Regions from separate parts of the Macaca mulatta genome. Here region 1 is linked to region 2. A link is a contact called in public Hi-C data. All regions are on one chromosome and are shown on one strand. Each heading gives the region's core, a stretch centred on a gene start, on an enhancer-like site or on the middle of the called end of the contact. The rest is flanking DNA. Distances are from core to core; before and after follow the strand shown.

Evidence for each region. A called contact is a pair of places that touch in the nucleus more often than the background predicts.
Region 1: a contact with region 2 is called in a Hi-C map of liver, with 3 times the contacts expected there. The contact joins the promoter of NME9 here to the promoter of ARMC8 in region 2. A contact is called at or near these places in 3 of 14 Hi-C or Micro-C datasets (CD4 T cells, fetal cortex germinal zone and liver).

Annotation. Positions count from the first base shown.
Region 1 is chr2:41,326,144-41,333,473 of T2T-MMU8v2.0, forward strand. NME9 (NME/NM23 family member 9) reads right to left here and starts at 4,890. Exons shown (of 12, transcript XM_077991530.1): 1 at 4,695-4,890; 2 at 4,211-4,247. The coding sequence starts at 4,756.
Region 2 is chr2:41,180,366-41,187,821 of T2T-MMU8v2.0, forward strand. ARMC8 (armadillo repeat containing 8) reads left to right here and starts at 5,225. Exons shown (of 23, transcript NM_001261014.1): 1 at 5,225-5,287; 2 at 6,140-6,215. The coding sequence starts at 6,213.

The DNA.
Region 1 (7,330 bases), core at 3,640-6,139, 150 kb after region 2:
ATCCTCTCCCCCGTCTTCTTTTCTCCTTCCTTTTCTCACTCCTTCCCTACCCAGAAAAAAACACTATCCTAAGAATAATGTGTACTAGTCTCAGGCATTTAAAAAATAATTTTACATGTTATTTGTCCAGGAACAATATATAAGTTGTTTTTGTGCCCTTAAAATGTACATAAATGTATCAAACTGTAGGTCTCATTTTGAAATTTGTGTTTTCACTTAGTATCAGGATTAAGTTGAATTTATTGCCATTCACTCACATTTTTTTTCTTATCCACAGAGTTCTGATTTTATAAATATAAAATACAAGGAAAAATACATATTATCCCTCTTCATTAACGTAAAAATTTCTTTTTTTTTTTTTTTTTTTTTTTTGAGATGGAGTCTGGCTCTGTCACCCAGGCTGGAGTGCAGAGGCTCAATCTCAGCTCACTGCAACCTCTGCCTCCCAGGTTCAAGCGATTCTTATGCTTCAGCCTCCTGAGTAGCTGGGATTACAGGCACGTACCACCACACCTGGCCATTTTTGTATTTTTAGTTGAGACCGGGTTGGACCATGTTGTCCAGGCTGGTCTCGAACTCCTGACCTCAAGTGATCTGCCCACCTCAGCCTCCCAAAGTGCTGGGATTACAGGCATGAGCCACAATGCCTGGCCAATAGTAAACATTTCTGTATAGTGTTTTTTACTGTGAAATAATTTCAAACTTACAGAAAGTGTGCAAGTACAGTATAAAGATTTAGGGTTTTTTTTTTTTTTAGGTATTTGGAAGTAAATTACAGCTTGTTATCTCATTACTCCTGAATATATTATTCCTATGTAACACAATACAATAATCAAAATCAGGGGAAAAAAACACTGACATATTGTGAACATTTAATCCTTAGATAGAGTACAACTTTTCCTGTTTATCCCATAATGTCCTGAGTAGCAAAGGAGCTAATCAGAAACGTGTGCTAGATTTATTTGTCAAGTCTCTTTAGTCTGGAATAGTTCTTTAGTCTTTCTCTTCTTTTCACAATGTTGACACTTTGGAAAATGACATTCCAGGTATTTTGTAGAGTGTCCCTCAGTTGGGGCATATGTGATGTTTCCTCCTGATTGGATTCAGGCTGTGCATGTTTGGACTGGTTGAAATTGGCTGGACTGGTTGGAGTGTTGGAGAAGCTGAGGATCATTCCTCTCACTACTGCCTAGCAGGTGAGACACAATTTCCATCTGCCTATTACTGATGTTCACTTTGATCACTGGATTAACATGGTCTGCCAGGCCTATTGTCTGTAAAATTATTCCCTTTTTCTTTGTAATTAACATATTTTTGTGGTGAGCTACTTTGAAATGATATAAATTAAAAGACCACACAAATTACTACTGGGTTTTTTTGTTTGTTTTTTGAGATGGAGTCTCACTCTGTCACCCAGGCTGGAGTGCAGTGGCATGATCATGGCTCACTGCAACCTCTGCCTCCTGGGTTCAAGCGATTCTCCTGCCTCAGCCTCCCAAGTAGCTGGGATTATAGGTGCCCGCTACCACACCCGGCTAATTTTTTATATTTTTAATAGAGACAGGGCTTCACCATGTTGGCCAGGCTGGTTGTGAACTCCTGACCTCAAGTGATCCGCCTGTCTCGGCCTTCCAAAGTGCTGGGATTACAGGCATGAGCCAGCACGCCTGGCCTACTATTGTTCTTGATACAGGTATGCCAAGGTCTATGTCCCTTTAAAAAAGATAGGATGCATTATTGGCAATAAGGGCAAGAAACATGTAACACCTGCTAATCCTCTATTAAAAGCCCCTTTTTTGGCCGAACGTGGTGGCTCATGCCTGTAGTCCCAACACTTTGGGAAGCCAGAAGTTTGAGGCCTGACTGGCCAACATGGTGAAACCCTGCCTCTACTAAAAAAAAAAAAAAAAATACAAAAGTTGGCCGGGCGTGGTGGCGCATACCTGTTTTCCCAGCTACTCAGGAGGCTGAGACATGAGAATTGGTGAACCTGGGAGGTGGAGGTTGAAGTGAGATGAGATCGTGCCACTGCATTCCAGCCTGGGCGACAGGACAGAATGAGAATGTCTCAAAAAAAAAAAAAAAAAAAAAAAAAAAAAGAAAGTCTCTCTTTTAAGGAAGCATACTCCTTACTTTTCTTGTTTCAATGAAAAGTAGAAGAAAAACCCAGAAGAGTCTTCTTGATGCCTTAAATGAAGTAAGAGAGCTGGACTGATAGAACCTTGGGCCCACAACTACAGTCCTGAGGATAGTGATAGAAGCGTTCAGAAGGACCCCCCGCCCCTACCCAGAGGCTCAGACTTAAGTCACCAGCAACTCTCTGTGGCCCACCCCTGTCACGGAGTGAGTCCCACCAGCTCTGGGGCCAGGACTCTGGGCAGTTGAAGAATCTCAGCCCTGGGAGCCAGGCAAGAGCGAAACGGTGTGGGAACTATCCGGACTTCACTAAGCCTTGCATTTGGTAGGGAATGAATGGGGAATGTGTGGCACCTTTTACCCAGACTGTCCCTTGATGTCCTGTGATTTCTGTCTGTCTCAGTTATAAACGGAACCCCGAATAACCTTGCTGAGAGAGAGGACAGGGTTCCTGGGTTGGCCGACTTTAGGCACTGCTTTCAAGGGGTTTACCTTATAGAGAGGTGACCTTTACACAGATGCCTCAGTGTAAGAGGGGAGGGAGGCCACTCCCTCAGCAGGAGGGAGCACTTACTTTGAGTACTGCATTGTACTCAGAGCTCTGAGTAATACACATGAAAAAATAACAACATTGCTAACAAAAGTTATTACTGCCATAGGAGATCTAGGGCATCAACACATGAAATGACCATAATAAGGGGCAATAACATTAGAGACACCACAGACCGCATCAGACCAGCCAGGAAGTGTCTAAAGGAGTCTCATCACAGCTCTGCAGGCGTTAAAGGACAGGTATTATCCCTCCTGTCTATGTAAAAGATACGGAGGCCAGAGGGTTGAGGAAATGAGTCACACAGCTATGAATGGTAGGACCAGTTGCTCAGAATTTACTTCAACCAGAACATTCATATATGAAGCACTTTCTGACTCTAGAATCCTAGAATATCAAGGCTGGAAGAAGGCCCTTAGGGATAATTCACACAACATCCTCATTCCATAGATGGGCAAGCTATGGCCCAGAGAGGGTATGTGATGTAGTCAAAGACACAGTTGGCTATAGAGGACACAAGAACTACATCAGGCCTTCTGACTTCCAGTCTAAAAATCCCACCCCACCCCCCACCCCTCCCACCCCCAGCATGGGGTACCCTTAGAATGATGCTGCTTTCCCCTTTCCTCTTTTTTAAACCACTAGACTTTTGAAATCCACATGCAAACTGTCCTACCGAGGACAATGAGAGAAAAACCAGATGTCTCAAAATCGCTAAAGCTCTATTATCTAGGAGGTGCTGTAGCCTTAGTATGCATCTTACTGGGACCAGCTGATGATGAGACATTTTAAAGTTTGTTTTAAAATGTTCCCGTGTTACAGATCATCCAGATGATCTCCTTATGACAAAGCACTCTCTCCCAATTCCAGGGTCTGTTCCTGCATGTTTTTACCATCACTTCAGAATCAACCACTGTTTATTGTCCAGAACCAAGAAAAAGAGCAGTTGCTGGCTTCTGAATTCATTTGTCCCACATGCAAATGAAGTAAGGTACTCTATATAACAAATGCCCAGCACATAATATATCTCAAAACATATTTGTTAATAAGTGAAATTTGATGAGAACAGTGGTGGGAAAACTGGGTCTCCACAGAGCACACAGTTACAGACTCATGCCCAAAGTCAAAAGAACCTATACTGTATTCTCTGTGCAAGCTGAAGTTATATTTCAACAACAGTAACAAAATAACGGTCACATCGAGTTATGTTGATTCATATTTTCTTGGTTTGTAGTTTTATTTAATGCATGTTTAGGTTTTATGGTTGTATACGCACTATAAATATAAACAGCTTCTACTCAGTTTTGTTTGCATTAATTTTGTTTGCATAAAATTTGTCATCACTGGGGTTCCAAGATAAGTTTTGGCCCTTTAAGACGGAAGGGTACATCACTCAAGTTTGGGAACACTGTCACATACTGCTAGCAAACAAAATGTCACTTTTATACTACAACCCCGCTCCAATCACCCTCCTCTTCCCCGAGCCCAACCCAGAGCTGGAAGCTAGCGCCCCTTGAGGCTTACCTGCAGGGCAATTTCCTTCTTCCTGCTGCCCATGGCTCTGCAAAGAAGACGAAGCCCTGTTACCGCGGCCGTGGGCCGTTCCCCCGCAGCCTCGCGACAAACCGCTGCGTGGATCAGCAAGCCCAGAGCCTCCTTCAGATAAGCCCCCCTCCTATGGCCCTCGGCCCCTTTTTAAGATGCTTCTAACTGGCGGCAAATCAACACACTGACACAAAGTGAACACCCCACGAGGAAGCGGAGCCTGCAGTCCGCGGGCTCGTGGCTCGCCGGGCGGTTTTCTGGGGATCTGCAAAGCCCCTTCCCCACCCCGGAGCCGGCCAGTGGGCTCCAGCAGAGGCCGGAGTCAGTGCGCGGGGCACAGTGCAGCCTGCCGGGCACGGGGTCTCCAGTCGAGGAATTCGAACCAAAAACCGACATGGGACCCTGTCATCCCTGCTGTTCTTATGGATTACTGGGAAACTGAGCCACTGCGAACGACAGGTACACGATCTTCGACGCGCCCGGAGTCACCAACCGAGTCTGCAGCGACCTAGCCGCGGTCGTCATGGCAACCTGGCCCCCCTGCCAGGCCGGCCAGGAAAGCCGGCGGACACGTAAGCCACGCCCACTCTGGGCCCAACGCAGTCTCTTCGCGGAGACTCTGAACCCAGCCAGCGAGAGGCAGGAGGGAGTCCCGCCCCTTGCCCTCCATATCGGACTATGGGAACCCACTCATTGGCTGCAGCGTTTGTCAGCGTCTGGAGGCTTTGAACCCACCAGGCAAAGACCCAGTGCATCTGTGCGTTGCACAGTCGCATCTGTGAATCCCTGCGTCCCTCCTGCCCCGCCTGCCAAGACTGCTGTGCAGCTTTTCTACCGTCACATACCGGTAAAATGTGTGCAAGGTAGGGGGCGTCTCCAGATTTTAAGGGGTCTGCAAGCGTTCTCTTTAAGACAAAGAATATGAAATTACAAATTCAAAATTAGATATGAAAGTCAACTGAGACACATACAAAACACTTACAAACATTGTAGATATTAATCCAACTCTATCAATAACCACTTTAAATGTGAATAACCTGATTACACCAATTAAAAGAGAGATTGTCAGAGTGGATTTCAAAAAGAAACAAAGCCCAGTTGTGTGTTATCCACAAGAAAATACATTAAAAGCAAAAAAATAGAGATAGCTATACCAGGCTGACACTAACTAAAAAAATAGCTGAAGTAGCTATGTTAATTTCAAGAAAAGCAGACTTCAGAACAAGGAAATTTATCAAGTATAAACAGGGACATTACATAAAGGTAAAGGGATCAATTAATTGGGGAGACATAACAATACTTAACATGTATGTACTTAAAAACAGAGCACCGAAATATGTGAGGCAAAAAAAAGATAAAACTGCAAGGAAAAATAGGTAAACTCACTATTATAATAGAATATTTTAATACCATTTTAAAAATACCATTAAAATATTTTAATACCATTTTAATACATCCAGCAGGCAGCAAATGAGCAAGGATATAGTTGAACTGAAAAAATCAATCAAATTGATCTAATTGACATTTATACAATACTTAATTCAACAACAGCGGAATATAGATTCTTTCTCAAGCTCACATGGAACATTCACTGAGATAGACTACAATCTAGGCCATAAAACATAGCTTAACAAATTTAAAAGGATAGAACAAAGTATGTTCTCTGACTACAATGGAATTAAACTAGGAATCAATCACAGCTGATGAAAGAAATCTCGAAGATTTAAATAGATGAAGAAATATTCCATGTTCATGGATAGGAAGAATTCATATTGTTAAGATATGAATTCTTCCCAAGTGAAGCATACACCAAATGATTTCCATCCAGGGAGTGCTGATACCCTGCTTAGCCATAAGGTACCCAGCAACCCTCTGTGAAGTACAGGGCGATGGATATACTGAAGACTGAACATCTTCCTACCTGTCATCCTGCCTTCTCCCACTTCAGCTCTGAATCCACCTACTCTTTTCTTGCATTCAGTCCCATGGCAATATTCAGTTCCATGATAATATTGCTCAGAGCCACAGTCACTCCTTAAGAGTTGCATTGCAACTGAGTTGCAATGAGTTGACTAGATGCAAATCATGTTCATTGCCACAAGGTGGTGGTTGTTCAAGCTCTTGAATGTGTGGAATCTCCCTTAGAATTTAGTTTCCAAAATAAAATTCAAATCAGATGCTAAACTCCTCCTGCCAGTGCACGGAAAGATAGTGACATTTATTCTTTCTGAAAGAGTTAAATTTCTTACCATGTGGTCTCTATTACAAAATGTACTCACATCTTTGCTAGGCTAGACCTCAGAAACAAATTTAGGTAAACCACATGTCCCCAGTTTGCCGGGACACCCCCACTTTTCACCTGTTGTCCCCTGCAATTATTAATAGCAACCCCTCTCACTTTCAAAAGTGTACAGTTTGGGTTGGGTGCAGTAGCTCACGCCTGTAATCCCAGCACTCTGGGAGGCCGAGGCAGGTGTATCACTTGAGGTCAGGAGTTCGAGACCAGCCTGGCCAACATGGTGAAACCCTGTCTCTACTAAAAAAAATATCAAATAGCCGGGCATGGTGTTGTATGCCTATAATCCCAGCTACTTGGGAAGCTGAGGCAGGAGAATTGCTTGAACCCAGAACACGGAGGTTGCAGTGAGCCAAGATCGTGCCACTGCACTCCAGCCTGGGCGACAGAACAAGACTCCATCTCAAAGAAAAAAAAATGTACAATTTGGACAACATGGAACCTCATCAGTTTTTTCCCAGATGAATCACCTTGGGTCACTCCTGCTTTTTAATAAAACTTCCATCTTTTACATGTTTTGTGACATAGGTCAGTGGGTTTTTTTGTTTTGTTTTATTTTTTTTCTGTTTTATTTGTTGTTGTTGTTTTTTGAGACAGAGTCTCGCTCTGTCGCCTAGGCTGGAGTGTGGTGGCGCGATGGCTCGGCTCACTGCAACCTCTGCCTCCCGAGTTCAAGCAATTCTCCTGCCCCAGCCTCCCGAGTAGCTGGGACTACAGGCATGTGCCACTACGCATAGCTAATTTTTGTATTTTTAGTAGAGATGAGGTTTCACCATGTTGGTTGGCCAGAATGGTCTCCATCT
Region 2 (7,456 bases), core at 3,975-6,474:
AAAAGTTTTTCCTTGTCTAAGATCCAATTATAGATCACAGGTTGCATTTAGTTGTGATATCACTTTGGTGTCCTTTAATCTGAAACAATTCCTCAGTTTTTCTTTCATGATATTTTTGAAGGGTATAGGTGTGTTATTTTGTAGAATGTTTCTTAATTAGGGTTTATCTGATGTTTCCTCATGATTATATTCATGTAGTTTTGGCAAGAATACCACAGAAGTAATTTTGTGTTCTTCTCAGCACATCATATCATGGTGTTTATTGCATTACTGGTGATACTAATTATAATGACTTAAATAAAATGTTACCTACCATTAGTAGGTATCTAATGGTAGGTACTCTACTATCCTCTATTATCCTTAGTATCTTGTAGAGCGAAACTTTAAGACTGTGTAAATACCCTGTTTCTCTTAATATTTTCACCACTTAGTTGTGGCATCCATTTGTGGTTCTTGCTTGAAACAATTATAACTCATACAGTTGTCAAGTGGTGATTTTCTTTTTTTTTTTTTTTCTTTGAGAGAGAGTCTTGCTCTGTCACTCAGGCTGAAGTGCAATGGCACAATCTCAGCTCACTGCAACCTCCGCCTACTGGGTTCAAGTGATTCTCATGCCTTAGCCCCCACATAGCTGGGATTACAGCCTCGCACCGCCATGACCAACTAATTTTTGTATTTTTAGTAGAGACAGGTTTTTGCCATGTTGACCAGGCTGATCTCGAACTCCTGGTCTCAAGTGCACCCGCCTTGGCCTCCCAAAGTGCTGGGATTACAGGCGTGAGCTACTGCACCAAGCCTCATTTTCTAATTCTATCATTTCTTCTACATTTGTAAGTTGGAATTCTACCATAGCAGTAATTCAATTTTTAAATGAGCATTTTCTTTTTTACCGTGGTTTCTAATTTTAAAACTTTGTAAACATCTGACTACTTCTATTTTAGACATATACATATTTCTTTTCTTTTCTTTTTATTTTTTATTCTGAGACATGTTTTCACTCTGTCACCCAGGCTGGAGTGCAGTGGTACCATTTCAGCTCACTGCAACCCCTGCCTTCTGGGCTCAAGCCATCCTCCCACCTTGGCCTCCCAAGTAACTGGGACCACAAGCTCAAGGCACCATGCCTGGCTGATTTTTTTTTTTTTTTTTTTTTTTTGGTAGCAATGGGATTTTGCCACGTTGCCCAGGCTGGTCTTGAACTCCTGAGCTCAGCTCAAGTGAGCCCATCTCGGTCTCCCAAAGTGCTGGGACTACAGACATGAGCCACTGCGCCTGGCCAGGCATATACATTTCATACCTTCTGTGGACCCGATGAATTATTGATGCACTATTTCCCACCGCAAAAGCCTTTGTGGACATTCCTTTATAGGATGGTTGCTTAGATGAACATTCAGTAGTATCATCTGGGAAAGTCCTATTAAGTTCTGGAGGACTGTAGGAGCTCTGGAAATAATTTTGGAACCAGAGAAACCTGTACCCAAATTGATTCAGCCTCTTACTCCCCAAACAACCTTAAGCAAATTATTGAACCTCTCACAGTCTCTTTTTTTTTTTTTTTTTTTTTTTTGAGATGGAGTCTTGCTCTGTCACCCAGGCTGGAGTGCAGTGGCACAATCTGAGCTCACTGCAACCTCCGCTCCCAGGTTCAAGCAATTCTCCTGTTTCAGCCTCCCGAGTAGCTGTGATTGCAGGCACGCGCCACCATGCCTAGTTAATTTTTGTATTTTTAGTATTGACGGGGTTTCACCATATTGGTCAGGTTTGTCTCAAACGCCTGACCTCAGGTAATCTACCTGCCTCGGCCTTCCAAAGTGCTGGAATTACAGGCGTGAGCCACTGCGCCCAGCCTCACATCTCACTTTTATTCCTGTCTGCTGAAGGCAAGAATGATGTCTTTATTCCACTTCAAAGCTCTAGTTCAGTGCATTCACAAGAAAACCTGTAGTTAGTGTCTGTTGAACTGCATTGTATCTCCTCTATACTATTGTCAGTCCATTTTCTTTTTTATTTAAAGTATTTCATCTGTTTTCAAGTCTTTTTAAAGATTCTTCTAAATTCGTTTTGGGACCATTCAGGTTTTGGTCTTCCTACACTTTAAATTTCCTATTTTTGTATAGATATATTTCTCTCTGGCTTTGTTTCTCATCTTAGGCAGTTCCACATAGATATTTATAAAGATTTTTCAGATTTTTTTCCAGCTACAGCTTGTTTTGCATTTCATTTTTTTCTTCGTTAAACTCACACTTTGTTGTCATTATTTTTTTCAGAAATTAATGCTGCTTTAAGAGTCATGGAACGACAGGGAGAAGTTTCATTTCTGTTTGCAGAGTAGTCAGCATAGATATTTCACTCTCCTCACCACAGTGCCAAATTTAACTGTTTTTGTTTTTTTTCTGCAACCTCCACCTCCCGGGTTCAAGCAGTTCTCCTGTCTCAGCCTCCTGAGTAGCTGGAACTACAAGTGCATGCCACTACGCTCGGCTAATTTTTGTATTTTTAGTAGAGATAGGGTTTCACCATATTGAGCAGGCTGGTCTTGAACTCCTGACCTCAGGTGATCCATCCACCTCAGTCTCCCAAAGTGTTGTGATTACAGGTGTGAGCCACTGCACCCAGCCTTAACTGTTTTGTTATCGTCACATGGAGGCCGAATCAAAAATTCCTTTTATCCTCCAATTTCTACTCATTACTTAGAGTGTACCTAAAGTTATTTATCAGCAAAATTTGAACTGGGAGAAAGATTTCTGATCTCCAAGCTTAGGAGTTGGCTATTCAATGCTTTCTTCCTGTAAAATGTCCATGTCAGCCTTCTGGATATAAAACAGGAAAGCCTGGGTAACAGAGGTAGGTGTGAGATGTCTTGAGTTACATTTCTAGCTCCTCCCTGCTTTGATTTCAGCCACAGCAGCAGTTAAGTTCTGTGTAAGCTCAGATTTATGCTGCCTATATCCTACCCTAAGATGAAACCTGCAGACTCTGCTTTTTTGTATCAGGTTAAGGAAGCCCGTTCTGTTTTGGGCACAAATATAATTCAGGAGGGCAGGGAGTTAATAGCCCTAGGGAAATCCTCAACCATTACAGGACGGTATTGATGGATAAATGCTGTAGCTTCAAGATGGACAATCCAGAGAGGTATTCTGTATGTTTTTCAGAGGTGAGTGAGGAATAAACGGTGGTATCAATAATGGACAATTATCTTGAATATTTCTTCTTTCTTTTCTCACTCTCCCTGACCTATCAATTTTGTTCCCTGAAAGCACTTCCTAAATAAACTACATGCACCCAAATCTTCGTCCCAGGCTCAAACTAAGCCAAAAATTCGTTCAACAAACATTTACTAAGTGACTGTGCTAGGTACTGAGACAGACAACCTAGAAGATAAAATTCCCAGTGCCTGTCCTGAAGTGTATAGCGAGACAAACAAGGAAACCATTAACAACAACAAAACCACCCTACAATTAAAGTGAAGTAGGAAGGCATGGGGGAACAGGTATCTAACCCCTGCCTGGGGGAGGCGATTCCTGGAGGATGTATTCCTTGAGCTAATGGACGGAGTGTGGATCAAACACAGTAGTAATGACTCTATATGCTATGTATTAGGGTTATGCTCTGCCGCATTGCAGTATGCAGTACATGATGTGATTTTAGGTGGTCCATGGATGGACATTTAAACTTTTTGTAGTTAATGTGTACTAGAATAAAAATAAGGAGCACAACAAACTTCAGTTCACAGAGTATTGTGGTTTCGGATAAAGCCAAAATTTTTTAATGAGTTGAAATTGGCTTTAAATAAAAATATTGAATGAATAATAATACCTAGGTGCAGACTGGCAAAGGTCGTGTAGGTGGTGTACAGACTACCCAAGTTTCAGAAATAGTATTATAGCAGAAGGACTACCTAAAATAAAATTCCTGCCTTCCAGGAACTCAACAGTTTGTTAAGGAACACAGACCCATAAACAGGGGTGATAAATGCTATACTAAATTTGGAAACCAAGTACAGGAGGAAGACAGGAAAACAGTGAAGAGCAAAGTGAGGGAGAGGCTATCAGCTACAAGACCAGTTGGAAGGCTTTTGCTCTAGTCCAGGGGAGAGGTTACAAGAGCCTGAATTAGGGTGTGGCTATAGAAATGGAAGGAATACAAGTAATGTTAATAGGCTAATTGCAACCCTACTGTGAAAACCTTACTGGTTGCAAGCAGTACGAAGGTGAAACTTGTCCAACCAAGTCAAGGGCAGTGTTGCGCGCGCGCGCACGCACGCACACACACACACACACACACACAAAGTAGTAGGACAGCTGAATTAATCAACTATAATTAAAAGCATACTTTTATTTGGCTTCGGTTATCAGAGTGTTTTAGTGTGAAATATTTAGATATTTGCCCCCATTTTCCCCACTTAACTCAGAAGCTGGAGAAACATTAACACATATGTATAACGCTTTCCATGTTTTAGGTTTTTTCTTAGCGCTTCACATTTGTTGACTCCTTTATCCTCATTAACCTTTATTTTACAGATGAGGAAACTCAAAACATAAGGTTAGATAACTTACCCAGGGTAAAGCAGCTGAGAAGTAGCTGGGAAGAAGCTCAAGCATTCTGGCTATTCTCAACACTACACCAGAATAAACGGGGCCGACACACAACCTAAGGCAAGTCACACTTCTGTACTGGATCGTGAAACAATCACTCTTATGGTTGACAAAGGTTCTGGGATCGCAATTTCCCCACCTATAAAATGGAGATAACGACGCCGGGAGTTTGGTGCAGAGAGAGAGAGAATGAATATGAAAGTGAACTTCAAACTATGTATATGGCTCCACGTACTACTTTTTCCAAATATGAATACGGGAACCCACAAACTGCAATTTATCAGTCGGTAGAGCTCGTAGCGCCAGGGCGAGACTCCGCCTCTAGGGCCCCGCCCACCGCGAGCGGCAGGTGGGGCCGGCAGATCTTCTTTGCGCATGCGGAAACCGCTGCCCGCTCCCACCTCTAAACCAGGCTCAGAGTAGCTGCTGTTTCTGAGAGAACGATTCGTAGGACAGCCCCTGACGCGATTCCCTTTTGCCCTTCTTTCTGCGGGCCTTTCTGGTACTTGAGCGGTGTCCAGAGCGTGACCAGTTCTCGTCTATCCGGCTGTCTTTAAGGAGCGATGACTAGCGTTGGCCAATAGTTGGCTGTCGAAAGTGCCGGCCCCCGCGCCGGCGCCTGCAGCAGCCGGGTGGGAAGGCTCAAGATGGCGTGCCTGTTAGAGACCCCAATCCGCATGAGCGTCCTTTCGGTGAGTGACCCGCTGCGGCCGCCCGCCCGCCCTCCAGGGAGCCCCATCCCGGTCTCCACCATTCCCCCAAGCGTGGTGTGCCTCCTGGGCACCACCCCCTGGGGTGGTCCCCGGCTCAGTCTTGGGCCAGGGAGTGAGCGAGGGTGGACAGGCGGGATAGACGGGCAGAGGGGACCCCGGCCGAGCCAAAGACATTTCCAACTCCGGGAGCTCCTGCCGGTGCGGGTTTCCAGGATGGCGTCTGGCAGGCGGGGTAGCTGGGCTTACAGACAACTGGCCCGGCGGCGCGGCTTGGACTTTGCCAAGCGTTTCACTGAGCCTTCCTCTTAGAGATGCCGCTTCCCGGGGGCCGAGCGCTCTGCCTTGTGAAGCGCCAGGCTTGCAGCCGGCCTGGGAACGAAAGCTCACTCAGCTCTCCCGGGCTTTGGCAAGAAGAGGTGCAGGCTCCTTGGCCCCCATTTCCTCAGAGCTGCCAGGCCAAGTCTGTGCGACTTCTATTGCGTCCCAGCACCTGGGCACCGGCTGAAGCTGTTTGCTTTTTGGCAATGGTGATTCGTATCAGCTGCGACTCTTCCTAGTGTGTGTGGTTATTTAAGCCCCTTTCCTCCGCTCTGCTCAGAGGTCGCGGCTCTGAGTCAAAGGAACTCTATGTTCCCTGTGCCTGGTATTCCGTTTTTCTTTAAGGGGAGTCAAACATTGAAGGGGGGAAAAGGGGGAGAGATTTCCCCATTGTTGAAAGAAGGGAACGTATTGACATGCGAGGAAGTAAAACCTGTTTTGTTTTTTTTTAAAAAAAGTTTTTTTTAAAGAAAAAGACGACTTTCACCTTTCACTATGTTGCTCTTGAACCAGGACCAGGAATGAAAGTTACTGGGAGATAACTTCGAAGGATTTTGCAACAAATTCGAGCTGTCCGACTCTGAGAATGGTCAGTTTACCAATGGTTCATTTGCTATTGTTGGAAACAAGCAGGCACATACTAATTGACCATCTTTTAGACTTGTGGAAGCCCGTCTGATACTGAGAGGGTCGTTGGATTATAAATGACTTGTCGGGTTGCTAGAGTCTTGTAACTACAACCGGTTTCTTTTCTCTTCTCTGACTTGTCCCACAAACACCTATCTGAAAGCAGCTAGGACATTTGCTTATGATTCAGGGTTAGAGCGGTGTGGCAGACCTCAACCTTGAAAAGGCTTAAGTTGTCAATACAATAATAATTTAATTTTGTGAGCCTGTCAACAGATTTTTCCCCCGATCCATTTTAGCAGTCGTTTTTTCTTATTTTTAAACTGCAACTAAGGAAATACCGTTTACCTAAGTATTATATCAGATTAGCCTGTTACTCCATCACTGACTGTAATACCCAGGAATATTTTGTGGGAGTGCAGGCCAATGACTTTTACCTCATTATGTTAAAAAATAAAAATAAAAAAAGTGTGTGTCTTGGCTGTTCTCAGTTCCCCTTTAATTATGCATTTAGGTTTCATTTATTCTTCAGTTCACCTGAAGCTTACTTTTTGGATGTTGTCAACTTGTGTGATGCATATGATTTAAAGTTTTCATTTGTTTCACTTCCTTGGTAAATAATGTTTTCTGCTTATTCAAAAACTTCTTGAAGAGTATTTTCTATCAATACTTCTATTTACAATTTGCCTTTAGCCCTAGTCTAATTAGGGGCTTTTTTGGGGGGGGGGGGGAAGTAGGAGCTTTTGGGTAAATGATTTAAGATGTTTAAATTCACTGATTTTACTAATTTAAAGTAAAACCTGTACCTTTCAAAGTACTACCCAGAGCACCACGTTTTGAAACGCAAACTAGAACAGGAAGTATTCATCAGAAATTATCTTGAATGGTTGATTCCTTTAATAAGCTACAATGTACCAGTTATGTACAAGCTCTGCATTGTATACCTTAGAGAATGCAAGGATGAGATCAGAAATGTGTTTAAGGAGCTCCTAGTCTGAATGATGGTGTAACTTGATAAACATAATTTCAGCAAGGAGGCCTTCAAGTTGTTTTAAAGGATTTCCATTTGAGTCTCTTTATACCTTCTCCTTGGGAGATCTCATTGATTTTCTTATAACCTTAACTGATCAGTTCACACATCTACATTGCCAACCTTGACTTTCTTATACATCTAGTCTTGTATCTTAAATTGTGTGTGGATGA